Regions from separate parts of the Mus musculus genome. Here region 2 is linked to region 1. The links are chromatin contacts, called in public Hi-C maps. All regions are on one chromosome and are shown on one strand. Each heading gives the region's core, a stretch centred on a gene start, on an enhancer-like site or on the middle of the called end of the contact. The rest is flanking DNA. Distances are from core to core; before and after follow the strand shown.

What was found. Hi-C and Micro-C count contacts between places; a contact is called where the count stands out from the background.
Region 2: a contact with region 1 is called in a Hi-C map of cerebellar granule neurons, with 1.6 times the contacts expected there. The contact joins the promoter of Gsg1l here to the enhancer-like site in region 1. A contact is called at or near these places in 21 of 39 promoter capture datasets (the 3T3-L1 cell line, 3T3-L1-derived adipocytes, the C10 cell line and 13 more), 5 of 15 datasets of contacts at CTCF or cohesin (the G1E-ER4 cell line, embryonic stem cells, large pre-B cells and 2 more), 39 of 484 Hi-C or Micro-C datasets (B cells, the G1E-ER4 cell line, the HL-1 cell line and 9 more), 18 of 115 datasets of contacts at active chromatin or transcription factors (bone marrow-derived macrophages, craniofacial prominence, embryonic basal ganglia and 10 more) and 2 of 9 other capture datasets (embryonic stem cells and pancreatic islet).

Annotation. Positions count from the first base shown.
Region 1 is chr7:125,788,190-125,795,238 of GRCm38.p6, forward strand. It overlaps D430042O09Rik (RIKEN cDNA D430042O09 gene), which reads left to right. Exons shown (of 28, transcript NM_001081022.2): 7 at 7,027-7,049. Among named protein-coding and RNA genes, the nearest start is that of D430042O09Rik, 84 kb to the left of the region's middle. Within about 2 kb of position 2,747, at least 5 of the 459 cell types and tissues checked have an H3K27ac peak or open chromatin away from gene starts, as enhancers often do. A contact at or near this core is called in cerebellar granule neurons, where this site is marked.
Region 2 is chr7:126,081,091-126,088,271 of GRCm38.p6, forward strand. It overlaps Gsg1l (GSG1-like), which reads right to left and starts at 1,321. Exons shown (of 7, transcript NM_001101488.1): 1 at 770-1,321. The coding sequence starts at 1,088.

The DNA of each region.
Region 1 (7,049 bases), core at 1,497-3,996:
CAAAGTTGTCAGCAGATGTTTTCCTTGGTCGTTCTCCACTTTGCTCATTGAGAGTCTCTCTCTAAGCCCAGAGCTTATTGATTCTGCCTAGTCTAGCTAGCTATCTTAGTCCCCTGTCTCTTCTTCCCAAATGCTGGGATTATAGTTAGCAATCTCATCTGCCCAACTTTTATGTAAATTCTGGGATCCAAACATGTTTGCATGATAAGCACTTTATTGAGCCTGCTTTTCATCTCTTGTACAATATTTGAATCATACATAGTATAATTCAAAATTTTCTTAGTCATAGTTCTATGGAAAGTGATGTAGAAGAAAGTAATTTTAAAATGTGCAAAGTATACCTTGGCATGGTGAGACATTCCTGTAAACCCAGAAAGCAGGAGGTAGAGGCAGGAGGATCACAAATTCTAGGCCAGACTGTGCTACATGATAAGTCCAAAGATAACTTGGGAAACGTAGTGAGATCCTGATTCATAAAGCCAAGAGCTAAATCTGTAGTTCACTTACCTGCTGTGTACCAGGTCCTGGATTCCATCCTCAGCATTTAAACACACACACACACACACACACACACACACACACACCACATACACACACACCACATACACACACACCACACACACACATACCACATACACACACCACATACACACACACCACATACACACACACCACAACTACATACACGCATACACACACATACACCCCACACCCCACATACACACATACCACAACCACATACACACCACAACCACATACATACACACACACCACAACCACATACACACACACATGCACACACATACACCACACACATACCACAACTACACACACACAGATACACCGCACACACATACACACACACAAAGAGTGGGCCCTAAAGTTAGGCTACAGGTCATATCCTATTAAGTGTGTGACTCGAGAGCCGCTGCCGGGCTGTGGGAGGTGTCTTAGCAATGGCTGTCCTTGTTGCCCTATCAGGAGCCCCATGAGAACAGGAGCTTCGTCTCTCCTGCTCATCACTCTCTTCCTTGCCTTTATCATCTCTGTCTGCTTAGGAGAGACAGATATCTTCACCAAAATACCTAGTTTTTAGTTAATTTTTTTTTACATTTGCTTATTTAAGTATACAGATGTGTCCATGTGTGGAGATGAAAGGAAAACTTGTAGTCGCAGGCTTCTTCCTTCCATCTGGTCATCAGGCTGGTGTGAACACCTCTGCCCCCTGAGCCATCTCTCTGCCCCTTTTCTTAATTTTAAAAATTACATTTATTTTTGTTTGTATGTGTATGTATACTCATGCATGCATACTTGTGGAGGTCAGAGGATAATTTGTGCAAATTATCATGTCAGTTCTGGGAATCAAACTCAGGTCATCAAGCTTGGTGGCAATTGCTTTTGCCCACTGTGCCACCTTACTGACCCACAAAATATTTCTTAAGTACATGAATGAACAAGTATAACATATCAACTAGTGCAGGATAAAAAGCCTCGAGCCCAGGAGGGAGGCGTGAGTGACCTTGGCTGCATTCTCCTCCCTAAGGCTAGTCCAGGGTGTAAGCTCCCTCCACTCATGTTCACCGTGTGCTAGCTTAGGGACTTTCCTCAGAAAAAGACTCATGGATCCACAAGTGTCATTCCATCAGAGGAAAGGCTTGGTTTATGCAGCAGGGCAGGCTGTACACATGGAAGCAGACTAGGGAGCAGAGAGCGCTGAAGCCAGGGCCAGGCTATAACCTACAAAGCTTCCCTCAGAGTTTCTGTCCATTCTCAGAGTGCCATCAGCTGAGGACTAAGGGTTCAAATCACAGCCTTGTATGAGACATTCCACATCCAGACATCCTACAGACATGTACTGGCTCCTGGCAGCTGTGTCAAAGGTTACCAGACCCCTGCTGATCAGTGACGGCAGTCATCCAGCACAAGCCGTCAGTTCTTCAGGAGATCGGCCTCTCTGTATTGGTACCTGTGGTCACAGCACACAGCCTAGCTGTGGACCCAGCCAGTTATTATCTGAACACTGGCTCTGCTATTACCAGCTATGTGACCTTGGGCTTGCCTTTCATCCCACTGAGCCAAAATGATGCCATCGACTGCCCCAGAGGGCTACAACGAGGTGCACAGAGAATTGATATGTACATATAACATGATATACAGCAGCAACTCGGCAGTTAAACTGCTGTAGTTGTTACCGACGACATGGATGCTGTTGTTGTCACTGTTACTGTCACCTTGGCATTTGATAGTCACCTGCTTTCGCTCCTAGCCCAGCAGAGAGAGGAGGCTTGTAGAGGATGCTGTACTCCTGGACATCAAGACCTGGGTACATTTTAGGAGTGGTTTCTATAGCCACACCTTCTATCTGCAGTGTCCGATCCCTTAAGCATTCCAGCTCCCATGGGGAGGGCATCTTGTGTGCCCAGTCATCAGCTCAGTTCCTGGGATGTCTGTACCTTGGCCCCCACATGGAAGGCTTTGGTAGAATGTTTCTGAAGTTAGCATTTGAAACACTGAGCACTGAAATTGAGTATAACCAAGTTTTAAAGCAAAGAGTAAAGTAAGTTTTTCCAGAGAAAATTCTGGGTGACAGCTTGAAAGCCCCTCGTGGATCCCACAGCAGGGCACCGCTTAGAAATGCAGGCAGATTGGCTTTCCAAGCTGTCACTGCAGCCCAGGTCCTGCTCTCGCAGATAGGAAGGTCTGAATGGGCTCCTTTCTAGGGGATAGAGCTGCTTAGCTCAGTTCCCTTGTGTCTCTGGAGCAGATGGTTTCCCATCACATGAGCATCCCAGCTTCCCCAGGTCACTCACCTCCTGTGAGCAAATGGAGTCTTTTTCTTAGTGAAAAAGAACAACCATGTAGAGTCTAGGGTGTGTGTGTGTGTGTGTGTGTGTGTGTGTGTGTGTGTGTATGCGCATGTGTGCACTCTTGTAAATACAATATGGTCTTTACATTTACATTGACTGCATAAGAAAAGAAAGCAGGTTAAAACAGAAGGATTATTGAAATTCATGTTCTTTGCCATAAAAAATACTAGTTTTTAAAAAAATTATTATTCTCATGCTTTACATCCTGACTACAGTTCACCCCTCTCTACACTTTTCCCAGCCCACTTCCACCTCCCCTCTCTCCAGATCCACTCCTCTTTTATTCCCTCCCTCCCCCAAAAAAGGACATTCCTCCCAGGGATTTCAACTAAACATGGCACAACAAATTAACAAATAAGACTAGGCACAAACCCTCATTTCAAGGCTGGATAAAGCAAGCCAATAGGGAGAAAAGGATTCCAAATGCAGGAAAAAGAGTTAGAGACACCCTCAACATACACAGGAGTCCCACAAGGACACTAAGCTACAGAGCCATAACATACATGCAGAGGACCTAGCACAGACCTATGCAGGCTCCATGATCGTCAGTACAGTCTCTGTGAGCCCCTACGAGCCCTGCTTAGTTAATTCTGTGTGCTGTTTTCATGGTGTCCTCAACCCTTCTGGCTCCTACAGTCCTTCCTCCCTGTCTTCTGCTGGGGTTCTCTTGGTTCTGCCTAGTGTTTGGCTGAGGGTCTCTGCTCCCATCAGGTGCTGGATGATGTCTTTCTGATGACAATTGGATTGGGCACCAATCTATGATATAGCCTGAGTTCTTAAATTATCCATCAACTTAGTAAATAATGAACGGACAGGGAGCCCTGGGAATTAATTGCCTTTAGCTTTTTTTCTGCCAACTCACATAGCACACTGTTTGCTGTGGTAAGGGCAGAGGTCTTGTCTCCTTGTTTCTGCTGTGACATCAGCACAGCATCCCAGTAAGCATGGGCACATGACTAGGGAGACCCTGATTCAAATCAAGAGCTGGGTTGTAACTCAGTGGTAGAGCAGCACTTACCTGCCATGTGCAAGGTCCTGAGTTCTGGCTCCAGTATTTACACACACACACACACACACACACACACACACACACACACGCACCCACGCATGCACGCACGCACGCACGCACGCACGCACGCATGCACACAAGCGTGGGCCCTTAAAGTTAAAGCATAAGTGATATACTGTGAACAGTTTGTGACCCAGGAGCAGACTGGACAGTGGAGGATCTCTTATGGAATGGCTGTCTTAGCAAAGGAGAACTACCCCATCATGTTCCCTGCTGGTGGGCTATGTTGAAAACAAGTCAGCATTATCTGTGGGTTTCTAGGAGTAAGGACTGATGGCTGAGAGCAGAAGTTCCACCTCTGCCACTTAATCACTTGAGAAGTTATGAGTTGAGGAGCTCTCTTCTTTGGGGAGCACCATGCATCTAGGATGCAGTCACAGATGGAGAGGTGCAGCCCTGGGAAGGTGTTAAAGTAGCAGAAGAACCCTGTTTATTGGCCCTGGCTGATGGACCCCAGTGTCTCCTGCCTGGAATTAGCTGTGAATGGGGATCAGTGGGGACTGCTCTGGGCCCTGGGACAGAGTGGGGTTTCAGGGACAGTGGAAGGAATCATCCTCTCGGCTGGTTCCCATTTCTTCATCTTAAAAGTAACTGGCCCAAAACGTAGGGCCTCGTGAACAGAGACACGTTTTCCTAGGAACTTAAGCTCACCCCACTGAGAGTTATTACCAAGTTCAAATGATCACAGGGCTGCGGGTTTTTTGTCTGACCTGCTTATTGTGACGATCAAAGGAGAAGGACCTGAGTGTTGTATAGAGCTCAGAGCATTAGACTGTGGTAAAAGACTGAGTTAAAGCTGATGCTGCCTGCCATTCAACAGCAGGCCACCCAGGAACTCACATTTCCCTGAAGAGAGAAAGTCTGTTGACCTCCAACTACCCACAACAGCCAGGCTTCGATGACATGAGCCAGGACCTCATGTGGCTCGATTGAGGCCCGTGCAGACCATCTCAGCATGGACAACTAGAAGATCCTACGTTATCTTTTGCGCACTAGTGGTGAACCTGAGCTTGCTCTAACACAGGGCTTCTTGACCTCAACGCAGTCGGCACTGTGACCAGATCATTCTTTGAGGTGGATGCTGTCTGCTGCCTTCTAGAAAGTCCAGCAGCATCCCTGCTGGCTCCCACCTACTAGCTGTCAGAAGCACTCTCTCTCAACACACTTTGTGATGAAAATGGCACTAGCCATTGCCAGATGTCCTCTTGTTGGGTAAAAACTAAGCCCAGTTCAGACCATGGCTTTATTATCACAATACAGTGTGTCAGGGGCAGGGTAAGCCATTTGATGGAGACCAAAGTGTATCTCAGAGGAGTAAATTAACTTGGTAAGGGTCCTGTCATCGATGTCCCCTCTTCTGAGGTGTAGATGTGTGTCCTATTCCTACTAAGTCAGCACCCAGGCTTCTATATAGTTTACTCATTCAGCAAGTACTTACCAAGCCCCACTGTGCTCCAGATAGTTGTGCCATTGCTAAGTAACCTTCCCTGGTACTGGTACAGGTGGGACAGTGAGAGAAGGAGCTGGAAAAGACAGCATTTGTATTGTGTTCCCGCTGCTGCTATAACTTCCTATCACCTTAGCAGCTTATCTGACAGTACTGGGAGTTGGAGATTGAAACTTACTGTCATGAGGCCAAACTCCAGGGGTTGGCAGATCTGTGTTTCTTCTTCAGGCTTCAGGAAAGAACCTGCCTAGAGGCACCTGTTCTGCTTGGCCCCATCCTTTCCTTTCAGAGCCAGCACCCGAGCATCTCCTCTTCTTCCTGATGTATGTTTCCATTCTTAGCTCTTGTTGATGTTCCTCTTCCTGCCTCTCTCTTACGATTACCCCATAATTTTATCAGGCCTGCCTTGGTGATCTTGGCAAATCCTTCATCTTGGCAAACATGAAGGGCACATGTTTTCAGGTGCCAGGGGACATCTTCTGTGGACTTTTATTAAATCTACAATTATCCACTGCATGCCCCCCACACCCCCAACAAGATTCACATCCATTTAACTTGTGGAACACCAGACAGACGTTTGAGACAAGAGGAAGAAAGGATCCCTCAAACCCCAGCACTTTCAAAGCCAGTCCCAGCCTGGGAGGGGGTCTCTGGGTCCAGGCTCTGCCCTCACAGCCCAGGTGCAGTCCCCAGAACCTTGCTTCCTTGGTGAGGACAGCATGTGTTTGGGGATGAGTCTCTTCTGGGTCCCTTCCTGCCGGTAGACTGGCACTCGGGCAGCTTTGTTTTTCATTCGGTCTTTGGTTCGGTTCTCTCTTAAGTGTGTGTGGTAGCTGGGTGTTGTCAGAGACCGTGTGGGCTCACTGTGGATGTCTGTAGGATTCCCTCCATCAGGATTTCCTTTCCTCCCTAATCTTTCCTGATAAGCCTGTCTCTGCTAAAGTAGCCCAAGGCATCCACGAGCTACAGGGGAGGGCTTGCTACTGCTTTGGTTTTCTCTCCAGCATGCACTTTGCTGATAGAAGGTCTGCTAGTGGCATCATCTTCTGCACTCTGGGTAGAAGAAAATGAGCCCTAGATCCCTTTCCCTGGCCGTCCTCCCTCTGGCAGTCCTCCTTCGGGTCTGTCTGCCACCTCTTCATTTTCCTCATCTGCTAGAGGAAAGCAGACCCCTCAGCTCATCACTTAGAAATCTGCCCAGCTTAATACTCAGGTTCAACACTGACAAGCTCTGTCCTGTGGAACCTCAGAGTTACTGCATGATAGGATCCTTCTCTTCCAGCCACGTGTCCCTTGTTTCCTGAGCCCATGCCAGTGGCAGCTCTCATATACAGGTGTCCATCATCAGTCAGTTTGGGTTGTCCGGCTTTAAATTCACTTTAAATTCACATGCAATAAACTTAATGTGGCAAAGGACCAAGCCCCTGAAACTGTAAGCAAGCCCCAAGTAAATGCTTTCTTTTATAGTCGCCATGGTCATGGTGTCTCCTCACAGCACCCCTCATGTTCGTGCCCTCTGACCTTTGCTTTCCCATCCTCAAAGCAGCCCCAGCATCTGGCTGAGGTGCTGCTGGTTGTTGGCTGGAGCTGTTCTTTGGTTCCATACAAGGCCTCACCTTTCACCTCTCCTGGGCTTTCTGCAGGAGCTGAGAAAAGGCCTGGGGCT
Region 2 (7,181 bases), core at 71-2,570, 290 kb after region 1:
ATGCTGAGTGTGAGGAAGATACAGCTACATAAAGGGGGAGACGGCGCTTCCAAAGGGATCCTGCCAGAACAGTGGCTTACTACCCGAAAGCTGTGGGTTGAATCCATAGCCAGTACCACCCACCATATGGCACAGTCCCCTATCAGGCAGAGGTCCCCTGAGTGCTCCAGACTTGCTATCTTTTGGGGGTATTCACTTCAGCCCCATATGTCTGGGTGAGGGGACAGAAGTGTCGGTCTACTTTCTGAAAAGCCTGCCCCCTCCCCAGTTCTGAAAGAGACTTGTGCTAAGCCAGGATCCCTCAGCTCCAGTGCCTAAGTTGCCTGTTTTCCCGCCTGCCTCCCTTCTCTCCCTCCCTCCCACACCATCCACTCCCGCATCCACTCCTGGGAGGGCTCCAGGATACCCCGGCTAGTGGAAGGACATAAGGGTGCTCATCAGACTCCTCTATCCCCTGCTTTCTCCAGCCCTATCGTAGACGTTTAGCGCAGCTTGAGAGTAGCAGAACCGTTGGGTTCCTGGCCCCGGAGATCTGCGGTGGGAAGGGTTGCCTACAGCAAAGGTCCCCGGCCCCCACTATCACCTCCCGAGCTGAGACGGGCGGATGGGAGCAAGGAGGGGTACACGGGGAAATGACTTCAGGCCGAAGAGGGACCGCACGCACTGGAACTCGCAGCCAGGGTGCGCGCGCGGGGGACCGGGACGCGCCACCTCCCCGGTCCGGGACCAGCGGGCGCGCGTCCCCGGGGAGCCCCGCGCCAGCACTCACCCGGGCCACCGAGCTCTTCCTCACACGAGTACCAGATGCCAGTGTGGAAACGGCGCAGCTGGAAGCGCTCGTCGCCCGCCTCCCAGCTGTAGGGCGCGCCGGCCGGGCTCGCGGCGACGGGGGCGGCTGTGCTGTTGGCCGTGGCGTTGGCGCCCGAGTTGGGGCAGTTGGCGCCGCCGCCCTGGCCGCAGCCAGGCTTGGGCACCCGTTGCGTGCCCTGGCACCAGTACGTGGTGAGGAAGGCGGTGGTGGCGAAGAGCAGCGCCAGCAGGTTCAAGGCCACGGCCAGGAGCGCTCGGCCGCGGCGGCTCGTCTTCATGCCGCCCGCGCCGCCCGCAGCTCCGCGCGAAGTTGGCAGCGGTGCCCGCGTCAGCGCCCGCCCCGGGGCTCAGGTGCCTGCGGTCGGCGACGGTGTTCGCGGCGCAGGCCCATGGCCCACGGCGGGGACGCGGGGCGACGAGGACGCGGGGCGACTGGGGCCGCAGAGTGGAGCCGACCAGCGCGCCCGGAGCCCGGAGCGCGAGTGCGCTTCGGCGAGCAGCCGCGGGCGCCTGGCAGCGGCCACGGCGCAGGGACGCGCGCCCCTCCGTGGGGAGACACCTGCAGGCGGCCGGCGACACTGTTCAGCGCCCGCCCGCGCGCGGAGAGGGGGCGCGCCACGCTGGGCGCGGGCGGGGGACAGATCCGCGCGGGAGTGGAGAGGGACAAGTGAGAGATCCCAGGCAAGACGCTCCCAAAGGAGCCTCACTCAAGGCAGGAGAAGACCTCTCACCCAGACCCACACAGCCCTGCCAGATAAGTGACAAGGCAGCTTCTGTGGGTCTTTAGACTGTCAGGGGCCTCTGCAAAGGCTGCAAGACCCATCTGGAGCTTAGGAAGGGATGGGGATGCAGAGCCTCAGCGTTTGAAAGGCTTGTCCCTGCTCACCCTTGCTATCTGAGACCAATTCCTATCCACAGGCTCTCTGTCACCACACAGGAGGGCAGAGAGCTTGCAAAGAGGCAGCCTGCACAAGGAAGCGAGCATAGGATGTGACAAACAGGGCTTCTCCACCCAGGCTATCCACACCAGAGACCCAGAACATGACTCAAGAGGCCACAAAAAGAACAGCAAGTCGTGGTCGCCAAAAGGTGGTGTCCTGCAGGTCTGCGAATGCTGAATGCTTAAGACTGGCCGGGCAGGGTTGGTTAACCATCCTGACTTTGCAGTCAGTTAAATCCAGGACTCGACCAGCTGTGTGACTTTGAACAAGACACTTGCTCTCTCTGACCCTCGATTTCTGTATCTATAAAAAGGAAAGAATGTGTTCCAGAGCCAGAGGTGGGGAAGGCATCTGGCACACAGTAGGCACTCAGTAAATGCTGACACTATTAGGAATATCTGGGCCAAGGAGTTGACGAAACTCAGACCTTTTTAGCATCTCTTTCTCAAACTAGGATTGCTCATCTGTGAGCACCCCCAACCCCACCTCTGCTCTAAGATGAAGCTACACCCTTCACTCTTCCCACTGCATGGGGCACAGTGCCTGGATGCCCAGGGTGTGCAACCATTAATTGCACATTGATTGCAGGAGCTAATTTGAATTCTGCCCAAGCCAAGAATGACTCCAGCCACCCCCAGCTTGCCGAGTGGCAGGCTTTGCAGAATTCAAGGTTAACAGATTACGAATTGCCTTACTCCTGTGGGTGAGCCCCACTCACTGCCAGCTGCTGCCACTCTGCCTGGGGGCAGGAGAGACTAAAGCAATGCTGGTGTGAGGACAGCCAGGGGAGCCCTGCACTTGCTTATCAGAGCTTCTTTCTGGCCCCAAACAAGGAGTTTCTAACTATTTTCAGGAGAACTTCTGGATTGCAATGGTGCATTCGAGTATTGGTTAATGTGAATGAACGACCACAAGGAATCTGCTGCCCTCAACAGGCATGCAATATGTATCATCTGAGCCTGTCCACGTTTAAATGCAGCCCTGGGGTGTGCACTGACGTGACACTTCCTTGGCCTTGAGACTCAGTTAGTATTCATGTGGCAAGGCACGTTTCTTTCAAGCTGGGAACCCTGTTCTGGGGCGGGAAGCGGGGAGGAGTTCAAAGCAAGGAGAGCCCAGAGGAAAAGTCTCAGGGACTACTCTTCTTAAGTAACACCCAGAGGAAGCAGAGACCCGCTGTGATATCCTGTCAGGGGTACCCAACCACCTGCTCACTGAGCAGCCACTGTATGCTCAGCTCAGGAAAGAAGAGAGAACATGAGTGACATTAATAAGACCAGCACAGGCTGCCTGTGCAGGGGTGAAGGGCAGGGAGGGGTAGATGTGGGCGGAGCTTGGAGGAAGGTGTCATAGGAAGGTGCATTGGAGCAAAGCCGGGAGACACCAGGAGGCTCTCTGCCAGGGAAAGAAAGTTCCTAGCAGGGGAACCAATGGCCAATGCAAAAACCTGACACCCTGGCGGGTTGGGGGTTGGAGGGAGGGAGCACAGCCTGAACAAGGGACAGCAAGGGAACAGCAGAGGACAGATCACAGAGGTCTGAGTCATGTGGGGCCTGCAGAGGGTCTGGGCAGAGTCCAATGATCTGGAGAAGACCCACTCCAGCTGCTAAGTGAATAAAGATGGCTGCTGATCAGCTAGGGGTAGGTAAGTGACACCAGGGGTTCAGGCAGGATCATCCAAAGGCCAAGAAAGCTCTGGGTTGTTTCTGTTTGCTTGCTTGCTCTAGGCAATGAAACCCAGGGTTGGATGGGACCCAGGGTCATGTCTGCTAGGCAAGTGCTGTACCACAGAGCCGCAACCAGTCCCTCCTGGGGTGATTTGAAAGGCAGACCCAGCATGATTTGTTTAAGGCAAAATGGAACACGGAATGTAAGGAGGTTTTCAGGGGCATCTGCAAGGTCAGGGGCTCATAGAGAAAAATTCAAATTGGGATTGATTTTGTGCTTGCTGAATGTTCTACCAGAGCTGATAGTAGAGACCAGTAGGAGGAGCTACCTTTCAGGTATGCCTTCCTGAAAACCCTCTCAATGTATCAGAAAGCCCTTTGGATACCATGGATATTTTCATACCAAATAATGGCAGAGCTGCATCCAGGCAGGGTGGCACACCCTGTAACCCCAGAAGTTGAGGCAGGAGGATTATGCGTTCCGGGGAATCCTGGGCTACATAATGAACTAACAGTCGTAGCTACATTGACCTTGGTAACAGACAAGGGTTGGGTATGGTTTAAGGAACTAGGAATTTGCACCCAAGACCTTGGTACTCACTTCATCCTACTGACGCAGCCAAGGCCGGCCAATAGGCTCCTGTCCCCAGCCCTCACCTGAGCTGCCCACCTCTGCACCTGCTGCAGAAGGTTCAGCCCCGTCTCACCTCGGCTTGCCCTGCGAACACCACCGGCTTCTGCTCACATCTCTGCTCACATCTCACTGTGGTTGCGGCTCTGTGGTACAGCACATGACAACACCAAACTCCTCTGTGGTCCCTGACTCTGCACATCCATCAAGCTGTTCCCACTGGAATGGCCTTGCCACCTCATCCTGAGTGTCCTTCCTACGATTGACCTCCACTCCTGCTGCCCTAGCAACTGCTGTCGCTCCCTCTCTGACCCCCAGTGTTAGTGAATTAATCTAAACGGTGAGGTTTATCTTCAGACCTGTTTCTCTGATGGGCCTGGGGCCCTCCAGATCCCCTACACTGGCAGCTAGCGGTTCAAATCCGGCCAGAAGCATGTTTGGTTTGGCTTGGATGAAGTTAGTACCATATGCGCCAACATTTCCTCATTGGCCACATTCAAGAATCCAAGATTTGCCATAAAAACGCAGGTTCTCGGCTTCTCTTACAAGATCAATTTACCTTCCAGCACTAGGCCTGCAACTGCGTCTGGCAGAAGTTTGTTGACACCCCTGTAGAGAAGCCAGAGCGACCACAGGGTCTCTACCTTCCCAGCACTTAGGGAGCTTGCCAGGCAACAGGTGCCTTTGAGTGTGAGACTCTCTCTCTCTCTCTCTCTCTCTCTCTCTCTCTCTCTCTCTCTCTCTCGGCGGGGGGGGGGGGGCACCAAGGTTCAAAGGTCAACCTCCAGTGTCATTCCTTAGGAGTGCCCACCTTGGTTTTTGAAACAGGGTCCCTCACTAGGACCTTGGGCTTTGGCTTAGGCTAGGCTGGCTGACCATCTCTGCCTCCTGAGCCCTGAGATCCTAAGTCTGCTCTGCCACGGCTGGGTTTTTAAGTGGGTGCTGATGTTGGGCCCTCACGTTTGTGTGGCAAACACTTTCCCATCTGAGCTACCGTCCCAGCCCTGACTCCCATGTTCAAGTGCAGGACAATGACTGCCCTCGGAAGGGGACGGTGGCTGGGACAGGCTGTGTGTTCAGCTCATGAAACCTCACTGGCTGTACAGCTGGGAATTGTACATTTGTTTTACATAAAAAAAAAATTTACCAGAAAAAATAGTTGCTATTAAAAATGAAAGTGGTACTTTTCAGGAAATACAAACACGCTTTGAAGGGGCATAATCCCCAGGGGACTTGGATTTCCACACTTCCTTGGAGTCAGCTGCTGTAAGCCGCCTCCTTCTAAGCTTCCTCATTCCTAACCCTGCAGAACAGAGCCCCCAAGCCTCTAGGCTCTCCTAATTATAGCAAGTGATTAGGCAGTTGCCAATTACTGGGGAAGTTTTTAAACAATCTCACAGTGTCCAAGCCAAAAGCCTACTTCATTCCCCTGCTCAAGACACCAGCACGGCCATGCTACTTGGGCAGGGTTTTTAGAAGAGGGAGGGGCCCAGAGCTCTGTACAATTAAAGCCTTCCCTCCCAGAGGGCAGAGTCTCCTGGGAGAAAGGAACGGGCCTCATTAGACAGTGATGGGCTGGAACTCCTCCTCCGCTCCGTTGTTTGCGCTGCCCAGTGTAAAATCCAGGCCCATATACGTGAGGCAAGTGCCCTGCCCCCAGCCTCTCAGGTTATTCTTCAATGCCAGCATTGCCGGCCCTTTGAGCTCTTCAGGAAGTTTCTCTCAGTCTTTGTACTACACACTAGGGTATCCATGAACAAGACAACATAGGAAGCCAGGCTGAGTGGCATATGACTGTCATCCTGGTACTTGGGAGGCAGGTTAGTCATTAGTTCAAGATCACTCTGTGCTACATCATGAGACGTTGTCTTAAAATGCAAGACACAATGGCAAAGACAATAAAAAAGACATACTAGGGCTGCACCTTTAAGGAGCTTCAGTTCCAAGGGAAGACATTAATAAGGTGATGGCTAAGAATCCTGTAGTTACCGAAGTGACGGTGACAGGGCAGAAGAGGACAGACATCAGGGGGTGTGGGGCCTCCTGACACAGCACAGTAAACCTGGGACAAGGCAACCCATGGTCCCACTGCAGGCAAACAGTTCTGGGTGACAATCCTGCTTCCAGCACATTTGGCCAATGCACCTGGGCCATTTCTTGGACCCCTACCTACCTGCCTCAGTTTCTCATCTGCTGCAGGCACAGGGAAGATGGCAGCAGTGTGTGCTGTTTGTCACAGTGTCCCCATCCTGTCAGTCTCAACTCTCAATGGGTTCATTTTGTCTGTCTTACAAATGAGGAAAACTGAGGCTGCTCAGTGGCTTCATCCACTATCTGCACAAGCCTTTGGCAGAAGGAAGCACAGCGTGCGTACGAAGATGTGGCTGCAGTTGGGAGGGCTGCTCTCTCAGGACCTGCACAGGTTGAAGCTTTGACCCAGCGATGGCTGGGGGCAGAGGAAGAATGGCATCATGCCTGCGGCTGTTTCCTGCTCTGAGAGCAGGCAGGGTGGGTGCATGTAGGTGGCAGATGTGACAGAAGGCTCACATCCTGCTCATGCCAAGTACTGAAGCCAGCTCTGTGATGAGAGGGAGCATCGAACTCAGAACTCAGCCACGCTCAGAGAAGAGCCGGAGCCCACCATATACACACTCTAAACGGCAGCAGCAAGAGTGCTCAGGAAGCCCGGCACCCAGCAAGCTGGCGTTGCCTCAGACGTCAGGGAGGAAAGGGTGCTGATTAGCACCAACTGCATATGTTAGGCACATCATCCAAAGGATTATAACGGAAGCTTTATGGAGTTCTCCTCAAATTCCTTGCATACCCAAATATCAACCGGGGAGCAGAGGCTCAGGGAGGAGTAGAGTAAGGTCAGAGTCTAGGACCACTCTGGGTTCCTCTGACCTTCCATAGCCGACATCTGTGGTGCCTTCCGATGAGGTGAGCATTCAGGTTAAAACATATCACCACTCAAAATAAACCTTGGGGTGGCTGGCTTGGCTCCACATTTTCTGTCTTTATAGTGGTTTGTTTTATCCTAGTCATTAGGAGGGAAACTTGGGACCACTGGCGAGAAAGACAGTTTGCAGTGCCTCTGAAACAGCCCCTTCTTTCTGGGCTGGTTTCCACTCA